Linked DNA regions of Gasterosteus aculeatus: region 2 is linked to region 1. Evidence: chromatin contacts called from public Hi-C data. All regions are on one chromosome and are shown on one strand. The core of a region is the stretch at or near the end of the contact, and the rest is flanking DNA. Distances in the headings are between cores, read along the strand shown. Region 1 has its middle 8.4 kb from the start of LOC120811031. Region 2 has its middle 31 kb from the start of sema6cb.

Region 1 (4,471 bases), core at 585-3,084:
AAGGAAACAGAGTTATGCAACTCAGCATTTGCATTTAAAAAGGTGCGGCCAACACTTGCAGGCGGTTCACAATCAGCGTGAAAGCTCTTGACTCCGGGGACACGGTTTCCCTGCCGTGTCCCCCTCATGGGCGCTCGGCGTGCAGGGCTCTCCAATGAAATTTGTAACGAGGCCGCTAAGCGTGAGGAAAAACACGTCTACCACATACTTTGAAGACTCCGCGTGAAGCTGAAGTCCCCCCCCGAGTGTCTCCCTGCAAGCGTCCAAGTCAGCCATGAAGGGTACTGAGAGCGCAGCTCAGGCAGAGATTGGTTTCCTCCTCCGATGGGTTCTTTTGCTTGACACCTCTTCTCGTCACTCCTGTATGAACTCAGTGCCCCCCCCCACCCCGGGCTTTAATTAATAGCTTTATGCTTTCCTTCAGCTCATCTTACTCCCTCAAACTAATTGCCTGCAGAAGCGTTCTCTGCTAATCCAATTTGGAACAGAGAATAATCTTGCAGGAGCATTATGTGTTTGCTTGCGTGTGTGCGTTTCATTCCTCTCAGGAGGATTTCCGCTTTGTGGTGGCGCGCAATGGAGATAATGCCACTTTCAGGCCAAATTCACAAGGTGCATTATCTTAACGTAGCTGCAGATTTTAACCTGCAGTCTCGTCTCTTCAGTCCAGGAACTAGTGAAGTCTGTTATCAACACATCAGTGTCTAAGTAATAAAAACGATTCATTTATGTTTTGTCCTCTGATGGATTATTATAAAATGTAAAAGATGTGACTTTGAGATTGATTTCAAATAAGCAGGAGAGGAAGAAAGTGAAAAGCTTCTACAAAAAATCACAAATTGACATCAGATGAATGAGTTAATTGTCGAGTTCTCGATTCCCTCAGGCCTGAGATCACGGAAAGGGACTCAGGGACGTCCTGAAAACAGCAGAGGACGAACGGGCCTCTGCGGTTTTATCCTGCTTTGATGCAGGATGAGAAGGTGAAGATGCAGGACACGTGAGAAGAGACACACATACATGGCAACAACAACGGCAGTCAACATCTATCAGCAAGCTATGTGTGTGTACGATGTTACATAGTCAGCACTGCAGTGTAAATTTAACTCCACATTTTCAATGGGCTTAAAAAGGTTTGTTTGGTTGGGGTTAAAGGGGTTAATGCTGCGGCACCTTCCGCTTCCTCCGGTGTAAAGAAAGCCTTCATCTCATGCTGCCACTCAATGTCAAGTGCATCTTCTTCACCAGCCTGAAGGGAAGAGAATAAAAAGAGCCAAGCAACTTAGTCCACTGGTTTGTGTTCTAATGAATGACTCGCGACGTCTTGATTATTTGATGCACATCAAGGATAATTTGTAAATAGAAAATGAGTTAAATAATTGTGCATCCTACCGTATATATCATGCACTGTGTGTAAGTGGCACTGTGCAAATTCAATTCAATTCATTTTATTTTGCGCAAAATCGCAAATTACAAATTTGCCTCAGAGGACACACGACATCCTTTGTCCCGAAACCGTCACATGGGCACAGGAAAAGCCAACAAATGAAAAACCCTGGATGAGAAATTGCTGAAATACATCTGTGTCATTGATACAAAGTCCTTTACATTTAAATAAACAATACAATAGCCTCACCACTGGTTAAGAACAGCTTCCAAATAGCGTGTTAAAAATGCCCCAGTGCTGATTAAAGCACATGAGACTTCATGAAGACCTCCTGCACCACCAGTCAGCGGCCGCAGGGTGTCAGTACGCAGCCACGAATCCCCTTCACGCGAAGCAGCGCGGAGGACTCCGCCGTGATGGAGGAGTGAGCGGCTGTGGTTCAGCATTCTTTGTCCACCGAGGACGGCTGGACAAGTCTTCGATTTGGGAGGACTGCGGGCCCTTGAGCCACAGGACACATCCGACAGGGACCACATGCTCCACCGCACGCCGTCTGTTCCACATCCTCCCAACGGCACAAACACAAAAGGCCTCTCCGGGTCTTACCGTCGCTCCCGACCTCTGACCCCCCCCCGAGAAGGGAAATCACAGTTCAGCTCATGACTCGATGCCTTTGGCCTTCATGTGGTCCGACGCCTTGGAGGCCAAATTAGTACCAATACAATACAATGGATGGATGGATGGATACAACTAATAATTTGGCCTTCAAGGCGAAAACGAGGTTTCGTCGTGCTGCATTCTGCATTCTGTGTCGGAGTGAAAATAATCTTTATAGACATTACATACATACAGAGAAACTTTCAGTGACGTTTGTACCCAACAAGTGGTGCTTAAAAACAAGTAAAAGTAAAATAAAAGCTTAATAAAAAAACCATTCTACATTTTCAAGACTTTTAATAAGTCTGTGTAGGTTTGGATTTCAATAATCACACGTCAGTCAAACCCATAATAATGTTCTTAATTATCTCTAACAATGCCGCACAGCTACAATCATTTGCATTCGCACCATTTCCAGGAGCCTCGCTGATATATTCCAAGGCTGCTAAGTGCGCCGGTCCCCTCCTACATGGCCCTCGTCTTCGTCTCAACAGCTCCGTCTCAATGTTGTTCTCATCCGCTCTCACTTACCGTGTAATTGGAGTTTAATTATCGCGTTACGTTATCGCTGTTTTTCCCGCTGCTCTTACGAAGGACCATGTGGACGTCTTCCACCGCGAAGCCGCTACAAAGAAGCTCTGTCTTTCCTCACTTGTCAGCAACACATTATTTATTTGATGATATCTGGTCCACAAAGGAATGCACATTCTTCAGCAATGAATATCGTGCCTTTTCAATTTTGCAAAGAGGGGAAATAGATGGCAAACACAGATGGGAGCCACAACTTCTTTTGTCTCTTCTCCCGCGAGAAAACCAAACGCGAACTCTGACCCCGTGAGTCGCCAGGTCACACACGGCACAGCCGACACCCGCGGGGTTGCGCGGTCGCGACTGGCCCCGGTTTTCTTCCTCAAAATCGCTCTGAGACTGGGAGACACAACCACTAGAGACGACGTCATCAGCACCGGGGGAAGCAATCAAACGGCTTGGAGCTTAAATGACAGAAGCTGCAAACAAAACGCGTGCAGCCGACATCCAAGGATGCGAGCGCTATAACGGGCCTCATCTGGAGCAGGAGGAGCTCTTTAGCTGCCACATGTTCCACGTTGTTCACCAGCTAGTCGCTCGCTCTGTCTACGGTTTGGCGATAAGGCAGCTTGAGCGCCGAAGGTTTATCGGTGCTTTTACTTGAAGCAGGAAACAGCTGCGAGTTTACGAGAGCAGCGCAGGACGTCGGATGTGCTCCAAAAAACACAAGCGGAGAGGCGAGAAAAAGCTCCGTCGGGCAGCGGGATGGGCGGGGGGGGGGGGGGCGAGGAGCACCACGCGTTCACGAGACACATATTCATGTGAGGGGCCACGTTCGTTGGGTGTTAAGTGGAGCCTTCGGAGAAAGGAGCTCACTGCTTCGAGGCTCGGTGTCCCGCTCTGACAAAAGCCCCTGATTCGCACACGAGGGGCCAACTGTGCGAACTACAAGGAGTAATCAGATGTTCATGAAGCAAACATTTTTCCCCCCGTGTGATAGCAACACGGCTCATGTGATGCACGTCTGTTGATTCATCAGACGAGGAAGCAAACGGGCGGCGAGGACAGAAACCAATGAGGTGGGTCCTCCAAATCAATCCTGGGGTGCAGCTCTTGTCTCACACACACACACACACACACACACACACAGACAGACACACACACGCGACCCCCTAACTCATTTTAAGCTGACAAAGGGAGAGAAATCTACATTCCTCAAAAACCGACACTTCTTCGATCTCCCGTCGACGGCACTAATGATTTGCCATTTTGAGGCGTGTTTGCGGGGATGAAGAAGGGCCTCGGTGAGGAGGAGCGAGGGGAGGAAAGAGAGAAGCAGGCAGGTTTTCTGCTGTCGCTGCGGATCGTTGGTCCGGCGGAAGCGGCGTTGTTCCATGACTAATTGAGTATCAGTGCGAGCCAAGGGGGGGGGGTGGGGGTCGGGGGGGGGCTCAGCGTGAGCAGGTGGGCGGCCGAGAGAGGTGAAGCGGGCAAAAACAGGGGAGCACAGAACACCTCCACACACACACAGGTATGAGGGAGCGACCTGTCAATCACAGTAAGCCCGCCCTAAAGCACACTGGGCGCCATTGGACGCTAAATGAACGAACATCGTGTCGTATCAGAGGTACGACATATATATACACCATATATTTCACCTTTTTTCCGGGCAAACAACAAACTTGTAACTTAAAGTCCTGTTCTAATACACAAAATGGATGATAGTTAATTATAAAAAGATTGTAATGAAATAAAACACTATCATGACCAGCAGTTATGAATCAGTATCACAATCATGTGATTCATGACCTTAAAAGGCTTTGTAATGTTTTATGAAATGTTTTGTGACTTTGTATGATTTTGTATTATAGTAAATTTGGGATGCTTTTATTATTGTGA
Region 2 (5,175 bases), core at 711-3,210, 100 kb after region 1:
TTCATATCTTTATGGGGGGAAATAAATGGAAATTACTTTTACTCTCAAGGGGAAAACTGCACATTGTCTTTTAGCTGTTTTGTTCACTTGTCACATTAAGACGTGAGGTTTCTAAACACATGCGGCGAAAAGTTTATAAAAAAACAACTTCATTTGGAGGTAAACGAGAACTAGTACACCCCAAACTCATTGTATGTCATCGCCGTGCGACGCAGGGCGTCTGTTGATGGGCGGAGGGATGACGGTTTGCCCTTTGTTTTCTCTTGCAAAATGAAACCTGAAGAACCTGTATGTCGACTTTATGTGCTTTTGCCCTTTCGAAACATTTCAGCAGTTAACTCGTTTAGTGCAAGTTTGAGTACAGATTCAACTGGTGGCCAAAACTAAACAAACTTAGACCCTGTGTGTGTGTGTGTGTGTGTGTGTAACGGCTGATTTTGACCTCAAACCCTTTGAACCGCGCTAATTGGGCGAGTCGACGGCTGCCGCGCGCCGCCGCTAATGAATCCGGCGGAGGAGCCGGGGCTCTTTGGCCTGGAACCCGAACGCGGCCGCAACCCCCCGGCGATCATCGGGCAGACGCTCAGCTGTCGCCTCAGTGGGGGAAATCACGTGACCCGGCGTCTCAGCTTTCAGGGGAAAGTGAAAACACGAGGCGTCCTGCCCCCCCCCCCACACACACAATCAATCACCATTTGGGTCATGCCAAAGAGATGGGACGAGACACACGCATGACCCCTGACCCCCGGCGCGCGGGGGTGGGGGGGGTGGGGGTTCTCCTCAGAGAGCGTGACGGGGATTAGTCCGCGTGCTCCGCTGCCGACTGCTAACGGAACCCTTGCGTCGACCACCTGACCCCGCCCACCTCCGACACCATCAATCCAGCCGAGGAGGTCACGGCGGCCTGACCCGCATCCGACCCCCCCCCACATTCTGTGGACACAGGGCCACAGGTTCCAGCTAAGCCCCCGCCTGCTCTCAGTGACTAGCTGAATGAAGGATGTGCCTGAGGTCCGTGGGTGCCCCCCCCCCCCGTGACATCCGAACAGTCGGGAAGTGTCGTTTCCGTCGCGCGGGGGCAGAATTAGCACAGCGTAATTACTCGAGGGAGCAGCGATCCGGACTCCAAGGAGCAAGACACAAGCTGTAATTCGCCGGTGTGCCCCCGAGGCGATTGACAGTCGCTATACGATATTGGAGATAACTGTCGGAATTCTGGCCGTTGGCTTAACGGATGGTGCAGTCAGTATGGTAATAACCTCGCACGCGGTGAATGCGACGAGGCGCCCCGGCGATAGCTCTTCTGTGGGGGGCATTGTCATGCTAATCTCAAAAGGAGGGGAGGAGAAAATACATTTGAGTCGATGAGGAAATAGAATGGGAAGCGGGGACCCCTGGGAGACAAAAGGGGGCTTGTTTTCAGCCAGCTCTGCCCGAGCAGCAGCCGGGGTGACAAACGGACACAGACGTTCTGCTGGCTGCTTAATTAAAAGAACGTAGGCTAATTAAGGATATCTTCCCGGTGAATGGGCCGCCTCGTCGCAGCGACTGACCCGAGTCTCCCGAGCACATGTCGGGGCACGGAGCGCACACGTGTCACCATCACGTCCACGTCCCCTCTGGAAATTCCTCATTTATCCTTTTTTTTTTTTAGGGACTTTATGGTCACCTGCTTATCTTTTATTCAAGGGATAATAACCGATAAATGGAAATCTGTGCTGATCACGATGACGATGAAGTTGTGAGTGATTTAAAAAACTCATCGGAGGAGAGTTTGCTCGCCGGAAGTCCATTAATACATCAGTACAATCAAAGTCATCGCGTTATTGTTCAGGTTCCGGCTTTCAGCTTCTCAAATGGGAGAATTCGATGCTTTTGACTGAATTAAAACACACACACACACACACTCAGCTGCAGGGGTGAGTCGACACGTGGTTAATAACTTGAGACACACATGGGGGAGGCGTGTTTAACTCACCCTGGATCGCTGCCCAGTTTCGAGTTTGTATATGATACTAGCTGAAGAGCCCCCCCCCCCCCCAAAGAGCTACTTAAAAATAGCCTCCACGGGATGGAAAAGAGCCCGGAGTTCTGAGAAGTGGAGGAAAATGGCCGAGCTGCGTGCGGAACGGGCAGACTTATCTGGTCCGAGCCAAATCTCCAGCGCACATATGGCGGCCGCTGAAATTTACACACAAATAATAGCGTGCGAGCAAGTGTAGATTAAGAAGCAGACGAAATCCACCCCCGGACACACGCTCACGGATTCAGAGTCACAGCTTAAAAAGAAAAGGCGCTGCGTATTCTACATTTAACACGTTGCAAGTTGTTGTTGTTGTTTTTTGGGGGAATGAGCCGCGCCCCCCCTACTCCCCCCCTGCGTAACGCCGAGGGTCCCCACGCGCCACACCACACTCCGGGGGAGGCGCTTTGTCAAAAAGGGCACCAGATCTCTTGAGTAGATGGAAATACGCGATTACCGGTCACCTTCGCGGCGCGTGCAGAGCGAAAGAGGACGGACGGGACGAGGGCGTTAAGGAGCGACGAGGAAGGAGAGAAAAGGCTCATCTTAGGTTTTTAATTTCCTGCTTCATTTCATGTTTCAAGGCCATGAAAATTCTCATTTTCGAAGAAGAAACAATGAGACATGATCATAACTCTGAATTACTTCTATAGTACCCCGCCCCCCCAAAGCAGTCGTGCCAATTGCTTGAGCCGAGATGTGAGCCCGACACATCAGAAGAGGAAAGTAAAAGAAATGTATAACATAAATATCATATCAGTATCGATATTCGATCTGCCATTAACTCTTAACCCACTCTGACAACCTGCAGCTTACTTTTAAAAGCTTAAAAGGACATTGGACATCGGGATTTCTTTTAGCGGGACAACAAAATGACTTCCACGAGGACGCAACGTTGCTCTTCTTTAGTTACCCGTCATTTATTAATGCAGGAGAAGCACGTGATTCACGTTCGAAACGGATGTTCCAGTTTAAAAACATCATTTGTGACACGGCATTTCCATACGGTCCCATTTCAAATCCATGGTCGAGCCAAAAGAAACATTTTACAGTTGAGCTGAGTCCGTCTTTGGCGTTCACTCGGTTCTGCATCCCGACCGGCCGCGCGGGCCCCGACGCTACAGCGTCAGAGTGTTCTTATCTCAAAAGTGCACAAAGCGGGAACTTTCTATTTTATTAAGAGCGAACAAAAAAAAGTCAGGAAGAGAACTCGTCCTCTCTGCCGGTGGCGGACTAACCAGATCCTCCGGCTTCTTTTTCTGCCAACTCAAACGAGGCCAACGTGTGTCAGAACCGCGGCGACGAAAAGCCCGTCGGTTGCTGGAAATTTCGGGGAGGGAAAAAAAGGAGGGGGCTGTCGGCGCAAGCTGGTGGCGGCCGAGCAGACAACACAAAAACGAGAAGTTCCCCCGATTGGAAAACGCAGAAAGGGAGAAAGGGACGTTATGGTGCCGCCCACGCCGCTTAATTCAGAGCCAAGCACAGAAAAAGCCACGGCAACGAGCGCTTGGCAACGAAGATGGAGATGGGAGATTTGGGGGGGGGATGCTGCAGTGGAGGTGGGAATGTGGTTGGCGGACGTCGACCGAATATGCATACGACGGTTATATAATCGTTGATTTTTATTAATAGAATCCTAATCGCAGCCTCACCGCTCACATCCACCACGAGGATGGCATCTCTTCACCGACGGGAGCGCTCCGTTCACCGACGAGATGAGAAAAGGCCCCGGTAATAGTTCTCGTGTGAGGTCGCCATGGCCGCCTTCGTTTACACCGCGGCCAGCGTTTGAGCCGACACCTCCCGGAATTAGTTTGACTTGCGACTTGGCGGCGGGGTTGGTCGGCGCGTACGAATGTGACTTAAATTAGCTTGGTGGGGAGAACGCTTTAGTTTCATTGCTCTCAGCCTCTGCCGATTCCTTTATTGTGTCTCGCGTGAATCGCCGTTAATGAGCCTTTACTTTTGGAAACTAACTTTCCGCTAATTCCTCCTCTCGCGGCGGGGAAGGCCGGGCGATTTTGGCGGGAAAGGGGGGGGGGGGCGCTTTCAGCCTGGCCGGCTGATCGATGACGCGGGAGACCTGCGCTCATTACCCAGTGATTAAGCGCTCATTTGGAGCAACGAGCCGCAGCCGACTAAGACTTGAACAAATCGATAGCCGGTACGTACGTGGGCCCGCGGGCCATTTTACGGGGACGCTGCTTCCCGCGGGTTCCGCGGCGTCCGCTTTGCAAACGCAGCGGCGGGGAGAATGGAACCGTGTGGTGTCTGAATTACCTTAATCTGAACGGGGGGGGTTAATACCATCCCTCCCGAGCGCCAGGGCCTTCGAAAATAAACAGGATCCAGCGGCGGGTGGGTGACGCGGCTGAATGGAGGATCTAAGCGCTTAGTCATCGACTAATAATCCTGTAAAACGCTGGAAATCCGCGCACATACGGAGCCGCATTAGCTACTTCTTTACATGAAATATGCACGAAAAATGACAAGAATTCCATTTGCTTTTTTTCGGGTGAGTCATTTGGGGGGGGGGGGGGGGTTGCCTTTCAAGAGCTCCTTTGTGTTGTGCATGCCCCCTTCCAAGCTGCCCTGTGGGGAGCAAGCTCAGCCGGCTGCACGAATCAAAGCGCGAGTGTGTGATAGTGTATCGTGAACAGGCAGTCTCTGATTTAAAGAAAAAAAAACACTAGTGAGCGACACAAAAAAACAAAAAAAGTTGGGATCTACATATTACGATCCGGGCTGCGGAATACAGATTAAAAAAAAAGCTACAAACAAAACACAGGAAGCATTAGAAACAAACATTTGCTGGAGTCGTTGACATTAGAACCGAGCCAGTTTGCTGATTCTGCAAGGTTTTACCCCCCCTCCCCTCCCCCCTCCCCCCTCCCTCAGCCTTTCACTGCTGGACTGCGTCCCACTGCGCTTCCTCGAGCGGAACCACACAACCCTCCAGATTTCCTGGCCGCGGAGACCGAGTCCGTGTTTGACAAGGGGTCAACGGTTCTGAGGAACCCGCTCGACAGAAACCACAGGAAGACAGCCAGTCTGGACGGACGGGCCGGGGGCCTCGTCCAGTTCGCGGTTGGCCGCCATCTTTTTTTTTTCTTTTCTTTTTTGGTCTTTCTTCCATTCCCCTTCTTTTACTC

Evidence for each region. Hi-C and Micro-C count contacts between places; a contact is called where the count stands out from the background.
Region 2: a Hi-C map of skeletal muscle shows a contact between it and region 1, with 3 times the contacts expected there. The contact joins two enhancer-like sites. A contact is called at or near these places in 2 of 6 Hi-C or Micro-C datasets (skeletal muscle and whole body).

The regions. Positions count from the first base shown.
Region 1 is chr20:3,477,802-3,482,272 of fGasAcu3.hap1.1, forward strand. No RefSeq gene overlaps it. Among protein-coding and RNA genes, the nearest start is that of LOC120811031, 8.4 kb to the left of the region's middle. Within about 2 kb of position 1,835, at least 1 of the 9 cell types and tissues checked has open chromatin away from gene starts, as enhancers often do.
Region 2 is chr20:3,578,176-3,583,350 of fGasAcu3.hap1.1, forward strand. No RefSeq gene overlaps it. Among protein-coding and RNA genes, the nearest start is that of sema6cb, 31 kb to the left of the region's middle. Within about 2 kb of position 1,961, at least 1 of the 9 cell types and tissues checked has open chromatin away from gene starts, as enhancers often do.